2 separate regions of the Mus musculus genome follow, and region 2 is linked to region 1. A link is a contact called in public HiChIP or PLAC-seq data. All regions are on one chromosome and are shown on one strand. Each heading gives the region's core, a stretch centred on a gene start, on an enhancer-like site or on the middle of the called end of the contact. The rest is flanking DNA. Distances are from core to core; before and after follow the strand shown.

Region 1 (5,878 bases), core at 1,871-4,370:
ATTCCCATCTCCATTTTTTTCAAATAAAGCTTTTTTTCCTTCCAATTTTAGTGCCTCTGTTAATTCTAACAGCAACAGCCTCAAGCATTTGACAACAAACCACATACTCTATAAACCTAGACACAAGCCATAGTGATGCTCTTCAGCTACAATAATTCAGTGACTTAAAACTCTGAAGCCAAACCACAGATGACAGACATGATCTCCAGCTAAACTTTCTCAATTCTTTAAACATATGTCCCCACCCCACCCCCCACCCCACCCCCCAAACCCCCCACCCCACCCCCAAAGCACAGCACCCACACAAGATTCCCACCTAGGAAGGGCCAAAAAAACTTCAGAAATACAGCACGTGCCCAGCTGAAAAGAGGGACTGAGAAGACCAAAACTGGACTGAGGGCTGCTCCCAACTAAGGACAGGAAACAAAACTGCACTGTCAACAACGCGTTCACAAAGTCTGATGTGAGAAACCCTGCCTCAACACTCCACTGCCAGAGTTCAACCGCAGACTTCGGAATTCGAGGGGACTGGAAATCCATCCTGAAATTTTAAAGGTGGAGATACCCCATTTGGCGGAAAAGAGAGAATACGGAGTAAAAAGAACTCACCAGAGGAGACACACACACACACACACACACACACACACACACACACACACACCCATTCATCCTCCGAGTTCTAGACCCTCCAAAGAGCCCCAGCTCACAGCCTCAGCACAAAGCTCACCCCAGATGGTCCCTTGTAACAATGGACTGAAGGAGTGGGGGTGGGGGGGTTGGAAAGGGATAGCACGGCCAAAGCACATTCATTGAAAATCCAGTTGATGAGGTACTATAAGATGCGAGGGACTGGGGATGAGGGTCTGTGTAGGGGGGCAACAAAATCCATGCCTATAACAGAAATTATTAGGCCAGCATAAGGAGATCTGAATGGGGTACGTTGCTCATTAATCACCCCCAGTAGAAAAAGAACACTCTCAAATCTACTAACAAATTGTGTTATAAAAAAGATGAGAAACATAGGAAAAAGGAGGCCTGATAGAAAGTTATAAAAAAAAAAAAATCACCACCACCATTAGTTTGAATTCTCCATATTTAAACTCCCATACAGAAAATGGTCCCAGTCCCACACTATGAACTAACTCCACAGAGTTCCTGCTCTATTGATTTTTTTTCTCTTTAATTTTTCAAGTAATGTCTTTTAGCCCACCCCAATCCCAAGTTGTTGGATTTCTTCTAAAGCTATAAAACAACCACTACACGATCCTAGCCAATCTCTCCCAGCCCCCAACATCCGGAGTTGGGGGTGGGGGTGGAAAGGCCAGTAATGGGTTTGTTCCACTGGAGACGCTATGGACCCCTAAATATTACTGTTTCCCAAAAGGAACTCTTTTCCTACCTTTGTTTTTTGGGGACTGAGTGTTCAATCTCTAGACGTTTTCCTTGCAGTTCTACTTTCCCTGAAGATTTAAAAAAAGAAAAAAAAAAGAGATGAATGAGTGTAAAGAAATGGGGGAGGGATGGGGTGGAAGGGTGAGTAAGGGACATTAGCTAAATTCTAGAGTTCCTGGGGCCTCCTAGAAATCCAGGCACCAGCTGCAGAGGCCTGTGGGGGGAAAGGTTGCTCCGGGTTTGGTAGAACCCGTAATTTCGTTGGGTTTTTTTTTTTCTTCAATTTTTTTCGTTTTATTTCCATTAATCACGTGGGCTGATTGAGCAGCCTGCTCAGATTTGGGAAAGGTGTGAGCGTTTGTGTGAGCGCGCTTGCTTCGGCGGCTCCAGAAGTAGAAGGAAGGAGACAGGCGAAAGCAGGATCGTTTCGCGAAGTGGGGCGGGAGTAGAGAATTAAAACTTTATTTTCCAGCAGAGCCACGGTGAAGGGCTTAGGCGACCAGGCCGGGTCGGGGCCACAGGGCTAGCGGAGGGCCCCCGGGGCGGCGCGGCCCGGGGCGGAGGGTCCCTCGCGGTAGCCGCGCGCCTCTCGGCCCAGCCTCGGCGTCTCGGGAAGCAGCATGGCGACCCGCCGCCGCCACCGCCACCGCCGCCGCGCCACCCGGCTCACGCCCCACTTTCAAATCAAAATGGCTCAAGCCCCAGGCCTTGGGCGGGAGGCGGGAGCCCCTTCCTCCCACGTCCTGCCTCAGGGCTTAGTCCCTAGTTAAAGCGGGAAGAGCTGAGGTGCGCGAACCCCCATCCTGGAAAGGCCCGGGACGGAGGGCAGGGGCTTTGGGGGTGCTCTAGCGCATGGGGGGCTGACTAGGGGCGGGGGGGAATCGGGGAAACCACGCCTATACCCGAACCCCAGTGTTCGTGAGACACCCCCACCCCCACCCCCACCAGTTGCCAACCGGGGCTCCCGCCCCGTCGGTGGGGAGGGGTGTAGGGAGCCGCCACGAGCGCCTCGGGCTGGGGGAAGGGGTGAGGAAATCCCGAATATCTCCGCGCCGGGAGAAGGCGTCGAGGGAGGCCGGGCGAGGCTGGGGACCGAAGACGGAGGCCGAGCCCTCCCGGACCCGGGAAGAGTTGGCCGGCAAGGAAAAGAGGAGCTGCAGGTCCCCGTTGTTCCGGGATTTCGTGTGTGTGTGTGTGTGTGTGTGTGTGTGTGTGTTTTCCGGGGAGGTGGCCGCGCTCTTACCCGAGAAAGTTTCGATGGCCTTCATCGCCCAGTGCTCGTCGGGGCAATCCACGAAGGCGTAGCCGGATTTGACCAAGAACTGGCCGCTGTAGGAGATCTTGTGCTCCGCGAATACTTTCTCCAAGTCTGCGGGGGTCACACTCTCGTTGAGGTTGCCGATGTAAAGCTTGTTCATGGTGGCGGTGGCGGGGCAAGGACACGGTTCCAGGCAAGGCCGAGCCGGGCGGGCGCGGGCGGAGAGCCTCCTAGGCCGAGAGGCGTGGAGACGGGCGGCGGGAGCCGCAAACTTTCTACGCACCCCACCCCTGAAGTTGTCCGGAGCTCCGGGCGGGTGGGCGGCCTGAGGGCACGCGGGGGTCACGGGAGAGTTTGGGTGAGCCCGGGAGAAGTGCCCGCCGAGTGCAGGGGAGGCTGACGACGACGCGGCGCGGCTCCTTCCCTTCGGTCCGAAACCCCTGCGAGCGGGCTGGTGTGTCACGTTTCTCCGCGGCCGCCCTGGCGCCGCCTCTAAATAAAATCGACTTGAAAAAAAAAAAAAAATGGAGCAGGAAAAAAAAAAAAGGCGAAGCCACGTGGTGACAGCCCCCACCCACCCTGCAGGGAAAGACCCCCGACGCCACCGGGCCCCTTGGCCCTCCAACCCGGACCAACCCAACAGTCTCCAATCTTGGGGGCGGCACTCAGCGCACCCCACGGGTAAACCAGGAAAGTGGAAGCAGAGTTCCCCCCCCAGCTCTCCTATCCCCCTCCCCCTTTGCAAGAACCTGGCCCCTAAAGCGGCGCCCCGCCCCCACAGCGACCTGCACGGGGGGGGGGGGTGGCGGGGGGAGGGCGGTGGCGACCCAAATCCCCCCAGTTCTTAGGAATAAAATGTACGGTAATTTTTTTATTCGTTTTGTGGAGACTGGGCTGCCCACCCCACCCCGGCAAACTGCTAGCGACTGACAGGCGGGGGACTGCCGAGACAGACAAAGAGAAGCTGAGGACTCTGGGGTCTTCAGGAGGGGGTCGCAGGAACCGGTTATTTAAAAGGAAAGACGCCTTTCCTCTACGTTTCTAAGTAGGGGGTCACTGTCTTTCCCGCTACACCGCTAGACTTCGCTGGCCTCCCGGGTCCTGATTCAGGGGACCCTGAGAGCGCGGGATCGGGAAGCTGCGGACACGGGACACGAGAGACAGCGCCTGAAAACGAGGGACCCGCAGGAAATCATGTTTCGGGATCCCCACTGGAGAAAAGCTGGCTTGCACCCAGTCCAGCTGCTGGATGACAACACTCCAGCATCCTTGGGGGAAAGCCTGCACGACCCGGCTCGAGAGCATCCTCGAAGATCAACTGGGTGGGGGAAAAACGACGAGGGGTGGTCGCACCACCGATCGACCCCGAACCGGAGGGGTTGGCTTCAGAAGGGAGGGACCGGGTTGAGCTCCGAGGTCCCCCTCGCCCTCCCCACGCAAGGAGCGGACAGGTGGCGTCGCCCGCCTGCGTCCGCTCTACCCGCGATGCACTGAGCGATGGTCCATGCGCAGGCTGTGGGTCTCAGAACTTAGTTTTGGGGTGCTGGATTTTGGAAGGCCGCCGGGGGAGGGGGTGCAGAGGCCCCGCCCACGTCCCCAGGTCAGCCCGGGGCGGGGAGGGGGTAATTTCCGCTCCGCGCTTGAGGAAGCGAGCAGCGGGGGAGGGGGCTGCGGCCCTCCCCCCTCCCCGTGGGGAGGGGGAAGTGGATCCGCCCAGGTCCCTTCCCTCCGCTAGGACCGACGCGTTCCGGATCCTCAGGCTCCGGGAGCCCGAGGGAAAGACCGGACTGGGCGAGGGGCGACACGTGGGCGGTCGCACCCCGTCTGTGAGGTGGGGGAGGGGGCCGCGCGCTGGGAGTCCCGGACGCGCAGCGGAGCGCGGGACGCGTTGCACACTCAGTACCGGGATCCCCGGCTCTACGCGGGGGACACCCGAGGTTCCAGCGGCTGAGGCTGGATCGACGCCAGAGGGAGGTGGAGAGCGAGGCACGGAGACCCTGGAGAAGCCCCCTGCCTGGCCACCGCGGAGAAGGGGCCGGCGACAACACCCCTAGAAAAAGGGATGGTCCTTGAGCCGCTCGAGTCTGCAAGTGGGAGGAGGGTTGTCGGGGCACGCGTTTGAGAGGGCAGGTGAGGAAGGGGGTCACTCTCCCCTTCCCCCGTCCCGATCCCATTGTCTCAGTCGCCTGCGGCCCGGGCCGCCTCCGTAACACGTGTTGACTGCACCGATATAAATGGCTTGGATTTTTTTATTGTTATTTTTTTCGTTTGCAGAGTCTATAAGCCAGTTCCGACTTCGGCTCACCGCCCATCTGCCGGATGATTCCCTACCATTCGGAAAGTCGGGAGTTAAAACACAACACCCAGCACCTTTGTCCCCCTCCTCGTTTTCCCGGAGAGCCGGGAAGAAATGGGGCGGGGGAGGGCTTCCAACTCGGCTTTTGAGTCTCCCTCCACCACCTTCAGAACCCACTCTCGAATCAGCGTTTTGTTCTAGCCAGCCACGTGTTTGTCGGGTTTTTTGTTTTTGTGACATTTTTCTTCCCATGAAGCAACAGGAATCTAAGTATTACAAGCTATTAGTTGCTTAATAGGAAAAAAAAAATGTTTTCTGTCCAGGAAGATGTGAAATGTCTGTGTCTCTGTCCCCACACGCCCTCCCCGACATTCCCCCAGCCCCCACTAACTTGGTGTTTTGTCAGCTCTTGATCACAGCGAAGTTCTTAACAAACTAAGCCAATGAGCTGGAAACAGTGCCTGCCGCATAGTAGACACTCACAGAAAATATTTTTGAATGCAAAACAAACTTAAGAGAAAAGGAATTCAAGAAAATTAAAAGTCCGGTAGGGAGGGACTTTTCTTAGTGATGTGTGGATTTTTGTTAGGGCTAAAAGATGGTCTTAGAAGCTGTCTGTTACAGTCTTTGGGTCTTCATAAATAGTAACTGTCTCCAAATCTTTTATGTTGGGGGGCAAGGAAGAAACTACCTTGGCAGAACATCCCAGCTCCCAAAAACTTTAGGTGCTGTTTGCTTCGTTTACTTTAAATCTTTAGGGGTTGATAAAAACATCAGATAATCCCCCTGGGTAACCTAACCAGTATTCTCTTTATTGCTAAAACAAAAGCAGCTTAACCCTCAAAAAAAAAAAAAAAAAACCTCCTACCCAGACTTGTAAACTGCAAAACATAGTGCATCCTTTACCATCCTAAAGCTCAAAAAAAAAAAGC
Region 2 (5,954 bases), core at 33-2,532, 1.3 Mb after region 1:
GTAACACATCATACCCATGGTTATTTATCGTAACCGTTTGAGACCTCTGTGAGCCATCTATATGGATGGTCTCCGAAATCAAACAATACTGCCAGATAATGCTTCGGGGAGGAGGGAGGAGCGTATGATTCACCAAAAAAACTGCAAAGAAGAGTAATGGAATATTTTCACCAGTGGCAGGCTAAGACTGAGAGCTTTCTTTCAGAAGAGGGGACTGCTAAGCAACCGCCACTGAAGCAATAAATCCACCAGCTTCACAGGTTGCGAGAGCAAGGCGGATAGGAGAAGAGGAGCTAGGGTCCTCCGCGGCTTCTCTGGAGGTTAGGGGAGAACAAAGTCACTGCTGCACTGTCATTTGAGGGGAAGGGGGAGGGGGCGGATCATCCTGGAAACCCGGCCCCTGGGCAGGATCAGGCCGGGAGAACTCGGTGAGGCTGCCTGGGATTAACATTCTCGCTCCACTCCCCCCTGCCCCCAACCTTCTAGACTCGCCCCTCCTCGCTCTCAAGTGCCTGATGACCGCCCCTTCCAACCTATCCCCGGCGGAGTAAAGGGACGACCAGGAAAGAACGCAGTCCGCAGGGGTGCCACCGAGCAGGCAGTCCTAGCCCCTTCTAGTTCCCCAGCCCCCACCCAGCCTCTCCCGGAGCTCGGGGCCCGGAAGGCGGGGACCAGGGGCGCTGCACACAGGTGTGCTGGCCCCCCGAGGGGCGCACCGCCCGCAGACTCCCGCAGCGCGGTCCCCGCCCGGCCGGCCGGCTCGAGGGGCGCGCCGCACCCGCCTCCCGCTCGGTCCCGCGGCCCACGCGCCCAACCCGCCCCGGCCTCCAACCCAGCCCGCGGGCGCGGCCTAACTGCTCGCCCGCCCGCCCGCTGCTCGCCCCCCGGCGCCCGAGGGTCGCAGTACCTGGGCGGCGGCCTCCAGCTTGCCCTCGAAGGTGAAGTCCAGCAAATCGGGCTTGAGGCAGAGGCTGTAGTTGATGGGCGACACCTCGGCGGGCAGCCGCTCGAAGGGCCGCTTCTCCGGCATCGCGGCGAGGCCCAGGCTGTGGAGGCGGCGGCGGCGGCGAGAGGAGCGGCTGAGGAGGAGAAGGAGGGGAGGAGGCGGAGGGCCGAGGAGGAGCAGGCGGCGAGCGAGGGAGGGGACGGCGGCTGCCAGCCACATTCACCGGGCGCGGGCGACCGCCTGCCGAGAGCCGCCGGGGAGGCTGGGGCGGGGGACAGACCCAGCGGGTGCCTGGGCCGGGCGGGCGGGCGGGCGGCGGTGCGGGCGGGCTGCCTACGGGGAAGGGGGCGGAGGGGAGGGCAGGGGAGGAGGGCGGGGAGGGAGGCGGCGGCGGCTGCGTGCGCGACCCCGCGGGGCGGGCGCGACCCCGCTGAGGGCGCGCGCCGAGGGCGGGGCGGGGCGGCGAGGCCGCGGTCGGCGAACGGGGAAGGCGAGAGGAGGCGCTTGGCGCTGCACCTGTCGTCGGCCGGTGGCAGGAAAGAGCCACGAAGGGCATGGAGGAGCTCTGTGGAAAATGGAAGCCTACGCAGCGGTCAAGTCAGCGCGGGGGGGTAGGGGACGCGTGGAAAGAGCCATTCCACCTCAGCGGTGTGAGCCCGACCTGAGGCTTTTTTTTTTCCCTAGGAAATAGCCAGTTGAAGGGATGATCTGAAAACAGTTTTCCGAGGAAACACTTAGTTATTCAAGGTCGCTCCAACCAGTGAAATCTAGACCTTTTAGGAGAGTGGTTTCAAAGACTAGAAATACAGGATCCCACGATTTCATATTTAAAACAAGATGCTTCATTGCTGGGCACGGAGGCTGAGGCAGGACGATCATCATGGGCCAGCCTGGACTACAGAGTGAGTTCCAGAATGGTCTGGGCACACAGTAAGATTTTGATTAAGAAAACACAGATGATAATAATGATCAACTGTCTGTTTCCGGATTTTTCCCTTCCTGTGGTGCTAGGCTTTGAACTCAAAGCCTCTACACAGGCTGGGCAAGCGCCATGCCACTGAGCCACACCCCCACGCCCCTTGTTTTTGTTTCTGCTTTTTTAACTGAAAAGACCCTTTACCAGTTGTGACTTCTGTAAAAGTATCCTAACTGTGGCTCCCTCCATTCTGTAGTTATCTCTAAGACCTATGTTTAAATCAAGGCAAAAATATTCCTAAAAGCGTATTTCTTTTATAGAAACTTGTAAGGTAGAGTCAAAACTAAACAAGCACTGTCCTACAGACATGACACTGTGAGCCACTAGATAGAATTAAAACAACAGAAGTTATTGCACCTCATCTCCCTAGCCCAATATATTCAGATTATAATTTCATCATGTAATGCATTTTAAAGATGCTAATGAGGTGCCTGGCAGTGGTGGTACTGGCTTCTGGAGGCAGAGGCAGGCAGATCTCTCTGAGTTTGAGGCCAGCCTTCACTACAGAGTGAGTTCTAGGACAGCCAGGGCAACACATGGCTAATGCCTACTGTATTGGGCAGCACAGTTGTGGATCCTCAACCTGCCCTGCTTTCCTCCAAAAATCCTACGTGCTTTTTAGAAACACAGATGCAATTCTTAAAGAGACGGGCCTTTAATATGTCTGGAATACTTGCTAACACTTTACACGTTCATTTTATCTCTCAGACGCTCTGTGAGGTGGACCCCCAACCTGTTTTATATATGCAAAAACAGGCACATAGAAAGATCATGACTTGCTCTAGACCTGTGTACAGCTAATAATTGGTGGAGCTGGAATTGAGACCCAGTTGTTTCTGGTTTTCTCCTTGAGAACATTATAAACAGCTTCCTTCATAATTCTGCCAGTTTGGTTTATTCTAATCCAACTGTGTATGATCTCCTCAAAATGTTTGCATTTAAAAAAAAAAAAAAAAACAAAAGGCTTCCTCCTGTCAAAGCAAAATTGATTTATAACCATCTAAGGCTGCCTATGAGCTGTTTACCCTTTAACATCAATTCTACAGTCTAACTCGATTACTGTCTAGCCCTCACAGATTGCTAATTTGCTCAGGAATGAGTGTTTCAGTGGCCTGCTCATCCGTTTTTGTGAAATGTGCGCCCCTCCCTTCCCTCACCTTGCCAGGAAGAGTTCCATTGCAGAACTCCACCCTGCTCTAGCCCTTTCCGATTAGCTCCGGAACTCTGCCGATTCATGTGGACTTGGTCTTATGTTTTGCAATTGAATATTAGGTTTGTAGATCTTTGTAGGATGAGCTAGCAAGAGCTGGCTTGCTTTTTTTTTTATTTTGTTTTTAATGTTTTTTTTTTTTTTTCCTCTTGGACAGGGTTTCACTCTATAGCCTATGCTGGCCTCAAAATCACTATATAGAGCAGCCTGGCACGGAGCCTTTCAGCAGTTTTCCTGCCTCAGCCTTACAGGCAGCAGCAGCAGCCCCACCACCAGTTGGTTTGTTTCCCTATTTTATTTTCCATTTCTCCTCCTCTACTTTTCTATCTTTCTTTCTTTTTCAAAAACAGGGTCTCACTATATAGCCCTGGCTAGCATGAAATTAACTATGAAAACTGGTTGGCACTTAACTCTCAAAGATCTGCCCATCTGTGCTTCCCAAGTGCTAGAATTAAAGTCCTAAACCACCGTGCCCTGTTGTTTCTTCTCTTTAAGGCAGGCTCTCACACTGAGGCCTCAGCCTTTGGGGTGCCGGGATTGCAGACTTGAGCCACCACTCCTCAGTCTTTTCATTTTCCTTCTGATTCATTTACTTTTCAAAGAGCTCACTCTCTACTTCTTTTATTGCTTTCAGTACTAGGCCCTGAGCAAAGTGCATCTTGGTTGCTATTGAGCCAACTAAACAATAGGCCAAGAGAGAATTCTTCTTCAGTCTGTGCTGTCTCTCCTGTACAAAAAAAATCTGTCCCACAGGGAAACTGTGAACCTACAACTATAGACAATCTTTTATTAAATCACAGGATTAAGAATGGCGATGCGTGGGCTGGTGAGATGGCTCAGCGGTTAAGAGTGCCGGCTGCTCTTCCAAAGGTCCTGAGTTCAAATCCTAGCAACCACATGGTGGCTCACAACCATCCGTAACGAAATCTGATGCGCTCTTCTGGAGTGTCTGAAGACAGCTACAGTGTGCTTACATATAATAAATAAAAAAATAAGAATGGCGATGCGTACGCCAGGCATGGTGGTGCACGCCTTTAATCCCAGCACTCAGGAGACAGAGGCAGGTGGATTTCTGAGTTTGAGGCCAGCCTCGTCTACAAAGTGAGTTCCAGGACAGCCAGGACTATACAGAGAAACCCTGTCTCAAAAAACCAAAAAATAAATAAATAAAATAAACAAAAAAAAAAAAACCAACAACAACAAAAAAACAAAACAAAGGCCTCTTCTTCTAGTCTATAAGCGTCAATAAAAACTTGGGGGCGAGGTGGAGAACTAGAGAGATGGCTCAGTGGTTAAGAGCACTGTCTGTTCTTCCAGAGAACCTAGGTCAGTTCCCAGCAATCACATGGCAGCTCACAACTGTTAATTCCTCCTATTCTAGGGGATCTGACACCCTCCAAGGGACATACATGCAGTCAAAACACCAATGTACATAAAATAAAAATATATTTTTTTTAAAAAAAACTAAAAGGGGTTCGAGGCTAGCCTGGTCTACAGAGTGAATTCCAGGACAGTCAGAGCTATACAGAGAAACCCTGTCTTAAAGAAAAAAAAAAAAAAAAAGTTAAAAGGGGGCTGGCAAGATAACTCAGTGGCTAAAGGCACTTGCCTCCAAACCTCACAATCTAAACTCCGTCCCCAGAAGCCACACAGTGGGGGAAAAAACAGACTCCTAGGAGTTGTTTTCGCTCTCCACTTACCTGTGTCACAAACACAAAACCTACAGAAGCAATGGATGGGGTAGGGGTGTATGGAAAAGAGAATTAAAAAAAAAAAAAAGTTAATATGGCCCTGTGTGGAAAGCTCATACCTTATAATCCAGCTACTTAGAGGGGTGGGGCTGGAGGGCCAGGAGTCTGAGGCCAGCCTGGGCTACTTAGTTAGCCTGCGCTATCTTCCAAAACAAAAACAACCAAACAACTGTTGCCTGCATCTGCCAGGTGTGACCTGTGCAATTGTAACAACAGCACTTGGAAAGTGAAACAGTAGTAACTGAAGTTAGTTCACCATCATCCTTTGCTACATAGAGAGTTTGAGAGCAGCCTGGGCTACTTGAAACCCTGTCTCAAATAATAACAAAAAGAATAGACAGGTATAGTGTTTTACACCTTTAAACCTAGCTCAGAAGGCAGGTGGGTTTCTGGAAGTTCAAGGTCAGCCTGCTCTACAGAGTGAGTTCCAGCACAGCCAGGGCTACACAGAGAAACCCTGTCTCGAAAACCCCAAAATAATTTTTAAAAATAAAAATTTAAAAGGCTAAGAAAATAGGTTTGGGGTCTAGCTGAGTGACACAGTGCCTGCTTAATCCGGAGCTCAAAAGGAGATAATTTCAGTGTCATCTCTGACCAAGAACAAGATGTACACATTTCCTTCCTTGGTTTCACCATCCATAAATAAGATATGTGCTGCAATTGTGGCTTGAAACTTTCTATGAAAACTCTTACCATTTCTGTAATATGAGTGAGTAAAGGGCCAGCATAAAGGGACATGAGGGAATGTAGATTACTGAGAGAGAAGAGTCCAAGCAAAGATAGTATAGGAGTTAGAGTAGGGAACCAAACTATCCAGGCAGGAGAGAGCCTCTGGCCATGGACCACGCACGGAAAGAGGAAGAGAAAGATGCAAAGAGTATGGGAGGCCAGAACCAAACCCACCATGTTAGATCAAAACAAAACATCACTACCTCTGACTTGGAAATTATGGCCTCAACGTTGATTTCAAGGATGGAAATTATAACTCTGCTTCTGCTAATATGAGTCTTACCTGTGTGGCATATGATGAAGGGGCTCCAAAAGGCAGAGATGCAGAAAGTCGGAGCACAA

What was found. HiChIP or PLAC-seq counts read pairs in DNA pulled down with a chosen protein or histone mark.
Region 2: a contact with region 1 is called in an H3K27ac HiChIP or PLAC-seq map of embryonic stem cells, with 6 times the contacts expected there. The contact joins the promoter of Npepps here to the promoter of Igf2bp1 in region 1.

Annotation. Positions count from the first base shown.
Region 1 is chr11:96,002,824-96,008,701 of GRCm38.p6, forward strand. Igf2bp1 (insulin-like growth factor 2 mRNA binding protein 1) reads right to left here and starts at 3,121. Exons shown (of 15, transcript NM_009951.4): 1 at 2,636-3,121; 2 at 1,400-1,460. The coding sequence starts at 2,810.
Region 2 is chr11:97,279,294-97,285,247 of GRCm38.p6, forward strand. Npepps (aminopeptidase puromycin sensitive) reads right to left here and starts at 1,283. Exons shown (of 23, transcript NM_008942.3): 1 at 908-1,283. The coding sequence starts at 1,165. Gm11592 (a long non-coding RNA gene) reads left to right here and starts at 1,401. Exons shown (of 3, transcript XR_001780313.2): 1 at 1,401-1,848; 2 at 3,290-3,411; 3 at 3,933-4,016.